Linked DNA regions of Zea mays: all the other regions are linked to region 1. A link is a contact called in public Hi-C data. All regions are on one chromosome and are shown on one strand. The core of a region is the stretch at or near the end of the contact, and the rest is flanking DNA. Distances in the headings are between cores, read along the strand shown. Region 1 has its middle 16 kb from the start of LOC103647427. Region 2 holds the start of LOC100304227. Region 3 has its middle 44 kb from the start of LOC103647429.

Region 1 (3,657 bases), core at 701-3,200:
CCAATATTTAAATATGCCACATAGGATAAAAAAATATGGTACTGCTACAAGATACACCATCCACAATGTATAGTATCATACTTATATATTGTAACTATTTAACAGGTGTGATGTTATGTCTATGTGAATGGACCTGAGCATCTTTTTGTGTCATAAACTAAGATATCGCGTCAAAGCACTATCTTATGATAAAACCCTTTTCTCTCCCTCCTATTAAATACCTTGCCACATCAACAAAAAAAATCTTATATGGTAACTCATTAATAAGTATGATACTACCCATTGGGAATAGCTTTAATTGGCTATATATTACATGGTAACATCATAAAGTCCCCTTTAGACTATATTAATAACCTTCCTACTAGTAAAATGGCCGCTGAGGTAGGTGTTCGTTGTGACGATGTCCTCACGCATTCCAACGGAGAGCTATCGCATCCCCCCCACCTGGGGAAGGTGCTCGTCGTGCTACCGTCCACGCACCATCCTCAATGTCGAAGAAACAATTTATTGCATCAAGGATTTAAACATCGTTTTTGCCCACTCTCACACCATCCTATGTGTGTGCATCTCGTCCATCCTCTCGACCAACGATCACTTCATGATGGTGGTGCCCTCTCCACCACCTCCCCGTCTAGCCCTGTTTTCCACGCTGATGCTGGGCCGCTCCATCACAGATCAACAGCCTCTCGCTATCCATCGCGCTTGAAGATGGATGATCGGGGGAGCGCAGCAGGCGAGCCACGCTAGCTGTTGCGCCACAGGTACCCTAGTAGGCCACTCGGCTCGTCTACTCCCGCTTGGCCACCCGACACCATGTCGCGGTTGTGGGGCTCATGCCGGCTCCACACGGGCCACGGAGCTCCCCTGTGTCGCTACCCTGGACACACATTGTGGATCTGGTGTAGGCTCGTCTCAGGCCGCGAAGCTACAATGCAGCTACTAGTATTAATGCCGTTGACGGAGATCACAGGGTGGGGGGTTGGCGGCGTTGATTGTGTGTGAGGTTAATCGCGGGGGCTGGAACGTTGGTGAGGCTAGGGAGGCTAGAGGCGGGTGAGGGATGACAAAAAAAACAGTGACGTTGGATACGATGTATTAAGAGGGATGAAGCGAATGAAGCGGTCTGGAGTGTTGGTTTTAATGGTGGGATTTAGTTAGTGGTAATTTGTTGTGTATACTTAGTGATATTTTAACTGATTGGTTATATATAATAGGGGTATACATAGAAGGTAGCTCCCGGCCTCCGCTCCGCGCGAAAGAGGTCAGCCGCCGCCGCCGCCGCCGGTGATGGCCACTTACTCCCTGATGGTGCGGTCGTTGGATGGCAGAGAGGACAAGCGGTTTAGGTGCATGCGGTGACACTGATCCCCATGAACATACCCCGGCCGTCGGACGCGGCCCCTTCCTGATGGCGCTGGGTGAAGTAAATGAGCAAATGTTATTAGGAGGGCAGCACCGTTTGGCAAGTGCTGCCTTTGTGGTGCGCACAGGTGGGGATCGAAAGAACAGTGCGAACGATCTGTAGTTACGAGCGCTTTGTTTTTGCATGACGTGATGGCCGGACAAGCTAGCGGCCGGTGGCACACCATGCGCACCTACGGTACACGGGGCGGTTCTCAGGAGCTATTTACAGTGTATCCTTTTGTAGAGGAACTTGAATATACAATACAAGGAGCAAGTAGTAGACCTCCTCCGTGTCCGTTTGAGGCGTGGGACAGGATAGGACGGGCTCAGAATGTTCTGGTCCAGTACGCATGCAACAACCGGAGGAGGGAGGCACAGGCACCACCGGGACGGTGGCAGTCGGTGGTGCAGATCACGGCCGTTCTCCTGGACTGACGTTGCTTGCCAGTTGCCAACAACCCAACACGCGCACAGCGGAGGCTGTTGCGCGCGCGGGGGCAGCGCCGCAGTCGGAAATGGGCAGTGGGCACGAGCCGGCGAGGCGGGGAGCAGGCCTAGCGCCCGGCTGCCTGAGTGCCTGCTGCGGGCTGCTTCTGCGCTCTGCAAGCCGCCACCCATGGGGGGGCTCCCTGGCGGCGGATGGGGAGGTTACTTCAGAACTGGAAGGGTGGTTTGTTTTGCCGTGTGGTTATTGTGGTTGGGACCGGCCGCGCATGACATGGACAGCAGCGGTGACGATCTGTCGGGTTGGCGGTAGGGCCGTGGCAAGGAAACCACGACCCCGTGTGAAGAAATGGTGACCAGAGGAGATTCATGAAGAACAAAGTATTTTGCTATTTAATTTTGAATATCTGATCGAATGCTCCACGATTTTATTTATTCGAGCGTAGTACATGTATGTAGTGTAAAAAAGATGCAGGAGGTTCCTGCCCCCTTTTTGCGGTTTAGATTTGCAAATGCCAGGGGAATCAGGACGTGTGCGGTACCAGACGCGGGGCGCCGACCGGGCCACGGTTTTTTGTCAGGTTGACACCGGCGCCTCGAGCTGGCCTAGCCTGACTGCCATGCCATCACAGCACCGGGGCTAGTTATCGCGGCTGACAGCACGCACGCCACGCCACGCTGTCCCGTGTGCAAGCGCAACGTGACCGGGGTTAATGTGCCCTGTCCTGTGGTGGAGTGTTAAGGCATGGGGGCTGATTGGACGCATGGTGGAGTGCTGCCAGATCCGTTTGCAGAGGTCCGCAGGAAATGAATTTTACTGTTTTTTTGTTTTTGTTACCGATTGACAAGGCAGCGGCCGCACGTCAACTGCCTCCAGCAATACACGCTAAATGGTTCTGTACTCTAAATTTAGAGTACGAAACATTCTCTACGCCGTCCAACAAGGAACTCTAAATGGAACTCTAAAATATAGAGAACGTACGGCGAACTCTAAACGTAGAGGAGTCTACGCACGCTATCCGTCTGCTCAGCCCTGGGCCCGCTCTTCAATGTGGTCATCCGTCTGTAGCTACCTCTGCTACCTCCGCTGGCCGATTAATTCTAGTCTTTTTTTTTGCGTGTAAATCTAATAGTAGCAGCACTTTTGCTAATTGGGATTATTAGATTAGTATTATCAGTTTATGTCCAATACATATATAGATATGTACGTAGACGGCGTTATGAGAAAAACGATTAGTAATGTCGGTTGCAAAATGTAATTATTATAATTAGCTCCTAATTCATTTTTATAAAATTTCTAGAAATAAATAACTTCATTTTTTCATTACGCACATAAGTTCAAATTGTATTAATATCAAAAAAATGAGTATTAAAATAAGTATATGAATTCTGTTAGATATAGAGTACCGAATTTAGAGAACGTTGCTGGAGTTGGCGAAGATATAGAGGACGAAATTTTTTAGAGGGTTCTGTAAATAATAGAAAATATTTCTTTAGAGGATAGAATTTAGGGGACGTTGCTGGAGACAGCCTGATGCTGCTGCTTTTTCCCCAGCCGTGCCGTGCTGATGTTTTCCTGACGTTCAGTGACAGAGCGTGAGCGGTGGTGGTGGGTGACGCACGCCGACGTGAGCTACTGCAATATTCCAATGCCGAGTCGTACTCGTACATACAGGAATCCAAAGACGGGCTTGTTGTCGAGTGGCCCGTCGGCCTCCCAACTTCAATCTGGGCCGGAAGGGCCTGTCAGCCCACGGAACGAAACGGCCTCCCAACTTCAATCTGCTGCCAAACTGCCATGGCAACGTC
Region 2 (3,657 bases), core at 728-3,227, 230 kb after region 1:
TATGGTTGGGACTAAGAAGCCTCATTTGTCGCCGATGTTTTTGACGCATTTATTTTAGTGCCCAGTTTACGTGACAAAAAATCAGGTGTATGAGTATTTTCTAATGCATGCGTCATATTCTCTATATCCTCCATTATAATTTTAATCTGATTATCAAAAGAAATTTTAACAGATTGAATATCGGCTAATGACGTGGTGTTACTTACAATGGGGAGCTGATGCAGCAAGGCTGACAGTGAATCGTACTTTACTTCCCTCTTCTTGACGACCTTCTGGTGGTGATTTACCTTGAAGTGCGAGAGGTACCACTTTTTCGCCACCTTGCTTATCTGATCCTGTTGTCGTTGGAATTCCTCGTCTAGCATTTTCATGTGGTCTTCTAATTTCTCATCCTCATTGGCCGGCGAGTTAGTCAGCCTTGTGTTAATGTCTAGGACGACATTGTTGTGATCTTTGGGATTGGCCATTGCGACTGATCTGATAGGTCTAATTTAATAGATATGATCTAATGGATCGGATTTGATAGATCCGATTTTTCGTCCCCAGCAGAGTCGCCAAAAAGTATGTTGGCGCCAATCTGGGCAGCGCCAATCACTAGGTGGTGTACCGTTTGGCGGTGTCCTCTGCGGTGGCGCGGACGGTCCACGACCTAGCAACAGGGTCGTCTTCCTCCTCCTTGCTGGAATCTAGATCTCGTCCCCTAGGGGAGAAGATCTTAAGGTGCTCTGGGTCGACAGGTCACCCGGGGCGTCCCTAGACGACGTGGAGTCGCCTAAGAATTAAGAGATCAATTCGGGGAAGAGGTCTTGGATGGATAATTAGATCTTGCCCCCCGGGAGGGGTGAGATCCTAGGGTCGTTTTGGGATCGACAGGCCACCTAAGACGGATCTAGACGATGTAGAGTCGAATAGGGGTGGAGGTGGATATGCGGAAGGCTACAACTAGAACTACGCTACATCTACTCCTAGGATAGGAAAAGTAAATAAAGTAATTGGTTCAATTGAAATGTGTTCGGGGGTTCTCAATCGGCCGTACCCCTTTATATTTATAGGGGAGGAGGTCTGAACCTTTTCCTAAGAGATAGCCAACAACTCCCACGTGATTAGATAGATAACCACGCATGGGATAAGGATAAAACATCCGAGTTAATCTAATCTCGAGACAGGCGGACTGTCCGGGCCCAAGGGTTGGACCGTCCACTTATTTTGGTGTCCAACAGTTCCATTCAACAATGTAGTAATATATAATATCTACATATAATCCTTATGTAGACATGTATGTATAATACACGAAAATTAGGCAATATGTATATACATGTCCACATGAGGATTATATATGCCATTTTATCGCCATACCACCTTCTCAGCGGCATAAATCTTTTCTATGAAAACCATTATATATAACATAGTTTGGCTAAACATTATTCTATAGGATTCATGCTAGCTACCTCGTTCTACAAGCTATGGTCATGTGGGGGAATGATAGACAAATGAAATTTGTTAGGGTGAGTGGAGTACGTTTGTTTCATGTTCAAACATACATTGCAATTATATAATACAAATTTGATGTTTTATTCTCTTATGTCTTTGTGTGTAGGAAGCAAAGATTCTTCAAAGTAACTTTATGCTTGACCTGTTAAGTTACAAAGACAATTCGTGTCGATATATCATTCCTGCAAACATACAACAGAGACTTATCATCGCTAAAAAACATTAGATTAGTGTACAATTGTCGACATATTTGGCTATCATTAAAAATTCTATATTGACTCTTTAAAAATAATTTGTGCGATATTGATAAAATTTGTAACATGGATTTTATATATTATAATGATGTTTATCGTTTTGTATCTATATTTTATAGAATTTTTTAACTTTCGTGGTAAAGCATGGTCACGAACCTATTACTAGTTTAATTTTAAAACACCACTTTAAAGCATGGGTTGGAGATGCTCTCAGTCGAGTTCTCGCAGTCTCGTCCGTTTCTCTTCTCCTGTGTCTATCTCCACCTCTCCTCCACCCGGGCGATCTGCTCTTTGGACTTCAGCGGTTTAGCCCAAACCCTTCTTCCTCCTCGGTGCACTCCAATGCGTCGCATTCCGTCCTTCTAATCCCGACGCATTCTCTCGTTGCAGACCCCATCGTTCTATCTCTCCGTCGTCATCTATCTGTGCTCCCCACCTCCCGCTCCCTTTTCGTTGCGCCTCGGGGCCGCTGCGCTGGTGATTTGCGTCGCCTCCCCCCCTGGGGTTAATGTGACGGCCCTGCCGACGATCTTGCCTGACGACTAGTTTCTTCTCTAGCTGGTAAGCTACTGAAACTCGCCTGTACGGATTGTTCTAGGGTTTATTCTAGGGCCAGATTTGCTTATTTGGGTCCCTATATATTGCCACTCGCCAAAATACCCCACTAACATTGTCAATAGCTAAAATACCCCACAATACAACTTATTCTTGCTAGATTACCCCACTGTCATTTGTTGTGAGTCTAGTTCTGTTGTAGTGCCTATTTTACCCTTGTTAAACACTTCCGGTTAAACACCGTTTGCTCGCAACATCTCGTACGCATCTTGCCCCGTATGTCAGATCAACAAATTGGTTGTAGGCATGGTTTGCGATCTCGGCCAGAAATAACTTATCGCTAGCTTGTGCTGGATTGCCTACCTGCCAGCAGTTGTTTGACCATTCTTAAATTCCCTGGTTCAAGCAAAGTTCCCACTTAGAGAAGCAAAGGTGATTTAAGCTAAAAAAATTATGCTGCTGATCTAACCAATTGCAGCCCTTTTCTTCAGGCCTGAAGCATGGCTAATTAGTGTTAGAGGAAGTGTTACTTGTGCGCCTGAAGCATGGCTAATTAGTGTTACAGGAAGCAAGATGCTTACGTGATGTTGTCTACAAATAGTGTTTAATCGGGAAGTGTTTTTAACAGGGGTAAAATATGCACTATAGCAGAACTGGACTCACAACAAATGAAAATGGGGTAATTTAGCGAGGAACCGATGTACTGTGGTGTATTTTAGCTATTGACAATGTTAGTGGGGTATTTTGGCGAGCGGCAATGTATAGGGACCCAAATAATTAAATTTGCCCATTCTAGGATTGGACCTATTCTTTGCTGTGACTCTAAATCAATGAAATCTGAAACCCTTTCCCTATTTCAGTAGGTTGGACGATTTGTGTGCTGCGGGACCCCACTAATCCTACCTAACCACGCGTAGTTCGATTAGGTGCTTTAGTGGGCGCCCCGCGCAGTTTTAAAAAGAATTAGGAGGGTCGTCTAGCCTTAGAGATATTCCCCAGTCTGTTTCTTTTGACGCATCATTTTTCTGATGATAAATTCTGATTTAGCAATAGTACTCACTCATTTTTTCCTATTTGCTTCGAGAAAAAAAATCGCCGTTCATAGTTTGATTTATGTATCTGCATGACTGATTCTTTATTGCGAGTGAGTAGATTTCTTTGGCAAGGACTGGTTGATGTAACTATTTAAGACTATGACGCTGAGCAGACACCTTGATGGTTTCTCGATTAGGATGTTGGGTTGATCTCATCCGCTTTGGTCAAAGGACTGAACTAGACTCTAACTCCGTGCCCTGATTGGAGGCGCAACAAATGGTCTCGACATCCTTTCACACTGTATATATATAAAAAGAGAGAT
Region 3 (3,657 bases), core at 726-3,225, 210 kb before region 1:
AGATCTCCTCCTGAGGCCGAGGCCTAAGGTCGGGCGAGGCGGAGCTTCCTGTTGCGCCTGAGGCTGGACTTAGCTGTTGTCAGCCTCACCCTGGCGGGTGGCACAACAGTCGGAGAGGGGCGAGCGGCGCTGTTTTCCTGTCAGGTCGGTCAGTGGAAGGGCGAAGTGACTACGGTCACTTCGACCTTGCCGACTGAGGCACGTGTGTCAGGATAAGGTGTCAGGCGATCCTCGCATTGAATGCGCCTGCGATACGGTCGGTTGGTGAGACGATTTGGCCAAGGTTGCTACACAACGAAACCTGCCCGAGCTGGGCTTCGGGCAAGTCGAGGGTGCGCCCGTTGCTTGAGGAGGCCCTCGGGCGAGGCGTGAATTCGCATGAGACCACTGTTCCCGCCCGAGGCTGGGCTCGAGCGAGGCGAGATCGTGTCCCTTGAGTAGACGAAGCCTTGACCTGGATTGCGCCCATCAGTCTCTGCAGCTTGTGCTGATGGTGGTTACCAGTCGTGTTTATGAGTGTTGGGGGTACCCCTAATTAGGATACCCGACACTAATATTACTTCGGATCCTATAAAGTGTGACCTTGTCAAGCATATTGACGTGGATGCCTCTTACATTAGATTGCAGATGCATGATCATGTTGCGACCTTCGTCATGTGCCTTCAGATGTTGCGACCTTCGTCATTAGATTGCAGATGCATGATCATGTTACCCATTCCTTTAGACTGTGTCCAGTGGACTTTGGAAAATAGAAGATACAAAATTGTAAATGACATTGTTTGTAGAACAAAGTTTAAAATAGAATATAAGATAGGAGATGAGATATGAGATCTGCTGAAGATCATAGCTTTATGCATGCATGAAAACCTAGACAGAGCACAATTATTTTCTCTCTCAACTTCAGTGTTTGTTTGAGATATGATGAGTTTGAGGGGAAACCGGGAAGGGGTTGTTTGTTAATGTATATATCATGTATTTTACCTACTAGACCATACGGTGTTATGTGCACTTCTCTACATCCCTACGTTTCCACCATGGAGCATGGTTATACAGCCGAGTTGCATCGATCGAAACTCATATCTATCTCAACATACAGAAGAATATATGTAATTAAGTTTCACGCTAAGTAGTGTGCTGTTCTGCACGCGACGAGCGTACGTACGCGTGCACGGCCCCGTGGAATTAATAGAGTTTGCCCGTACGTCGTACTTGTACACATATATACATATGGACGATCTAACAGTCGTACTTCGTTCTACACACGTTGGTACTACTGGTAGTGGTAGCTAGTACGTGCGTAGTACTCCTGCACTATTTATAAGAATATAAGTTGGACCCGTATGAGCAGCAAATACTACTGCATATGGTCTATGTTAATTCATATAATATTACGACTGCACACGTACAAAAGCGATGATCTGATCCTTAGGTCTGGAGACGACGACGATGCTCGCACATTCTTCAGTATTTGCCTGCATATGTCCTGCAGCTATTAGCGGCCTCCCTCAACGAACGATCGATCCCATTCAGAGGAGAATAGGAGATAGAAGCGCAAGCGTGAAACAAGCTAGCACCAGCAGATTTAAAGCATGCACGCACGCAATATCTCTATTTAATTTCACGCGATCGATCGACACCGTACCCATAGACGCCAGTGGTTCTTGCGCGCGGCGGTAGCAGACGTTGGTTTCAGCCTATATATGCATTTTTTTGCAGGCTAGCAGTGTGCAGTATAGCCATAGCCCATAGCCAGTTAGCTCCATCACCATTGCATGGAGGTTGAGGACGACCCGGCTGGTGCTTGCTGTGCCCATGAAACAATGGATCGCACAGCCGGAGTTAGTACGAGAGCATGCATGGTCGGGAACCGCCGGCAGGGAGCTTGGAGGCGAGGCCATTCCTTGAGAGTTGAAAAGGTCGTCGTCGACGCGTACGTACTCATCCTGTCTTGTCAGGAAACCAAGTCATCAAAGCCCATTACGAGCAGTACGGACCTGAATAAAAATCAGCAAGTACGCGGTTTGGTGAAGGCATGCGGTGCATGTGGTGGGCCGGCCGGGTTGCCAAAGCTTTTTGTTCGTCGTCCCCCTCACCGATGTGATGTGACCAATGCATCTCACATACTTAACAATAAATTCTAAAATAAATCTGCCAAGGTATACTCGTGAATCTTACTTTATCCTGCACACGATAAGTTTGGAACTAAATCCATTAGATCTAGAGATTGTAACCGAGTCAGTGACTAGTTTTGGCTTGTAATGGATCCATCAGATCGTAACCAAGTCAATTTAAGTTTTCTATATTTTTATGTGTGGTTATCCTAAGCCTAATTTCCCTATATGATAGCGAGGGTGTTGTCCCTGAAAGATATGAGAAACAATCAAAATACTACATGTTAGTGCTTTATATATGGGAGTCTTTATTTGGTGCTACGTGATCTTAGGCTCCTAGTGTAAATTCAAACGCATATCGTTTGAAACGCTAGATTTTTTGCAATCTCGTGTTTGGATCTGGTACACCACATGCTAATAAATAATAGAAATATGGATTAAACACAAGACATATAATTTTACGTGGAAAACCCTTACGAGAAAAACCACAGCGCCAACCGCAATCTTCATTGTATGTTGATTGTTAAGAGTTTATAGATAGAAGACAACGAATACAATGTGTCGTGTCTCTTCCCGTGTGACTAACAAGATGTATATAGAAAGCTGACAGACTACAATTTAATACAAAATAATTCCGTTAATTGACATAACCTCAAACCGTAGTTCTCTGGCCGTCCCCGCAAGGCTCATGTTAGAATTCAGATTATATTCTAACAAATTATAGCAGTGGACATCTGCTTTTGACATAACAGCATTGTACTAAATAGCGGGCTACAGCAGCAGCGTTCTTATTCTGAGCATAAACATCATCCACGGCAACGAGCTTACTATGTTTTATTGAAAATAAAATCTACTAACACACATTATATATGCCCCATTTTGACATGGCTCAAATCCAAATACACACTATATATGCTACTTTCATTTTGGCAAAGCTAGACTGCCGTTTAGACCTAAGAGCATCTCCAACAAACTAGCTAAATGGCTAGTCAAGCCAAATTTTGGCTATTCAACGACAAAATAACTCTCCAACAGACTAGCTATCTGACTCGCTAAGCTATCCAATTCTCCAAATTAACTTCCTCACTAGCTAGCCAAACTTGACTAGCCACCTGACTAGCCAAATTAGATAGATAGTCTGTTGGAATGAGATGTTACATATAAAGTGTAATTTTATGAAAAGACAAATAGAGAGTCAAATAGAGGAAAAAAATGAAAAGTTTCTTGTAGATGCTCTAAAGCCGCCGAAAATAACTGTAACTGTTGTAGTGTTTAGCATACTGTCAACTTTGACATAGTAAACTAAAAAAACAGTCACGATTGGAACGCAGCAGGCAAAAACAAAAACAGAACATGGGCCCATAGTAGATCCTAATTTTGATTTTTTGCTTTCCGTAAGGGAGGCCCAGTGAAGAATTAACGACACATGAACATAAGGAATCAAACCCAAAAAAGACCATGCTAGCTGATGGAATGAGGCCCAGTATGAAAATGAAATTACCTTTTTCCTAAAGAAAAGTTCTGCTGTGCTATTTAGCCTTTTTTA

What was found. Hi-C and Micro-C count contacts between places; a contact is called where the count stands out from the background.
Region 2: a Hi-C map of ear shows a contact between it and region 1, with 2.4 times the contacts expected there. The contact joins the promoter of LOC100304227 here to the enhancer-like site in region 1. A contact is called at or near these places in 3 of 25 Hi-C or Micro-C datasets (ear, leaf and tassel).
Region 3: a contact with region 1 is called in a Hi-C map of tassel, with 2.2 times the contacts expected there. The contact joins two enhancer-like sites. A contact is called at or near these places in 4 of 25 Hi-C or Micro-C datasets (bundle sheath, endosperm, leaf and 1 more).

The regions. Positions count from the first base shown.
Region 1 is chr2:186,102,029-186,105,685 of Zm-B73-REFERENCE-NAM-5.0, reverse strand. No RefSeq gene overlaps it. Among protein-coding and RNA genes, the nearest start is that of LOC103647427, 16 kb to the right of the region's middle. Within about 2 kb of position 1,950, at least 19 of the 20 cell types and tissues checked have an H3K27ac peak or open chromatin away from gene starts, as enhancers often do. A contact at or near this core is called in ear, leaf and tassel, where this site is marked.
Region 2 is chr2:185,870,688-185,874,344 of Zm-B73-REFERENCE-NAM-5.0, reverse strand. LOC100304227 reads left to right here and starts at 1,977. Exons shown (of 11, transcript NM_001165673.1): 1 at 1,977-2,306.
Region 3 is chr2:186,309,784-186,313,440 of Zm-B73-REFERENCE-NAM-5.0, reverse strand. No RefSeq gene overlaps it. Among protein-coding and RNA genes, the nearest start is that of LOC103647429, 44 kb to the right of the region's middle. Within about 2 kb of position 1,975, at least 11 of the 20 cell types and tissues checked have an H3K27ac peak or open chromatin away from gene starts, as enhancers often do. A contact at or near this core is called in tassel, where this site is marked.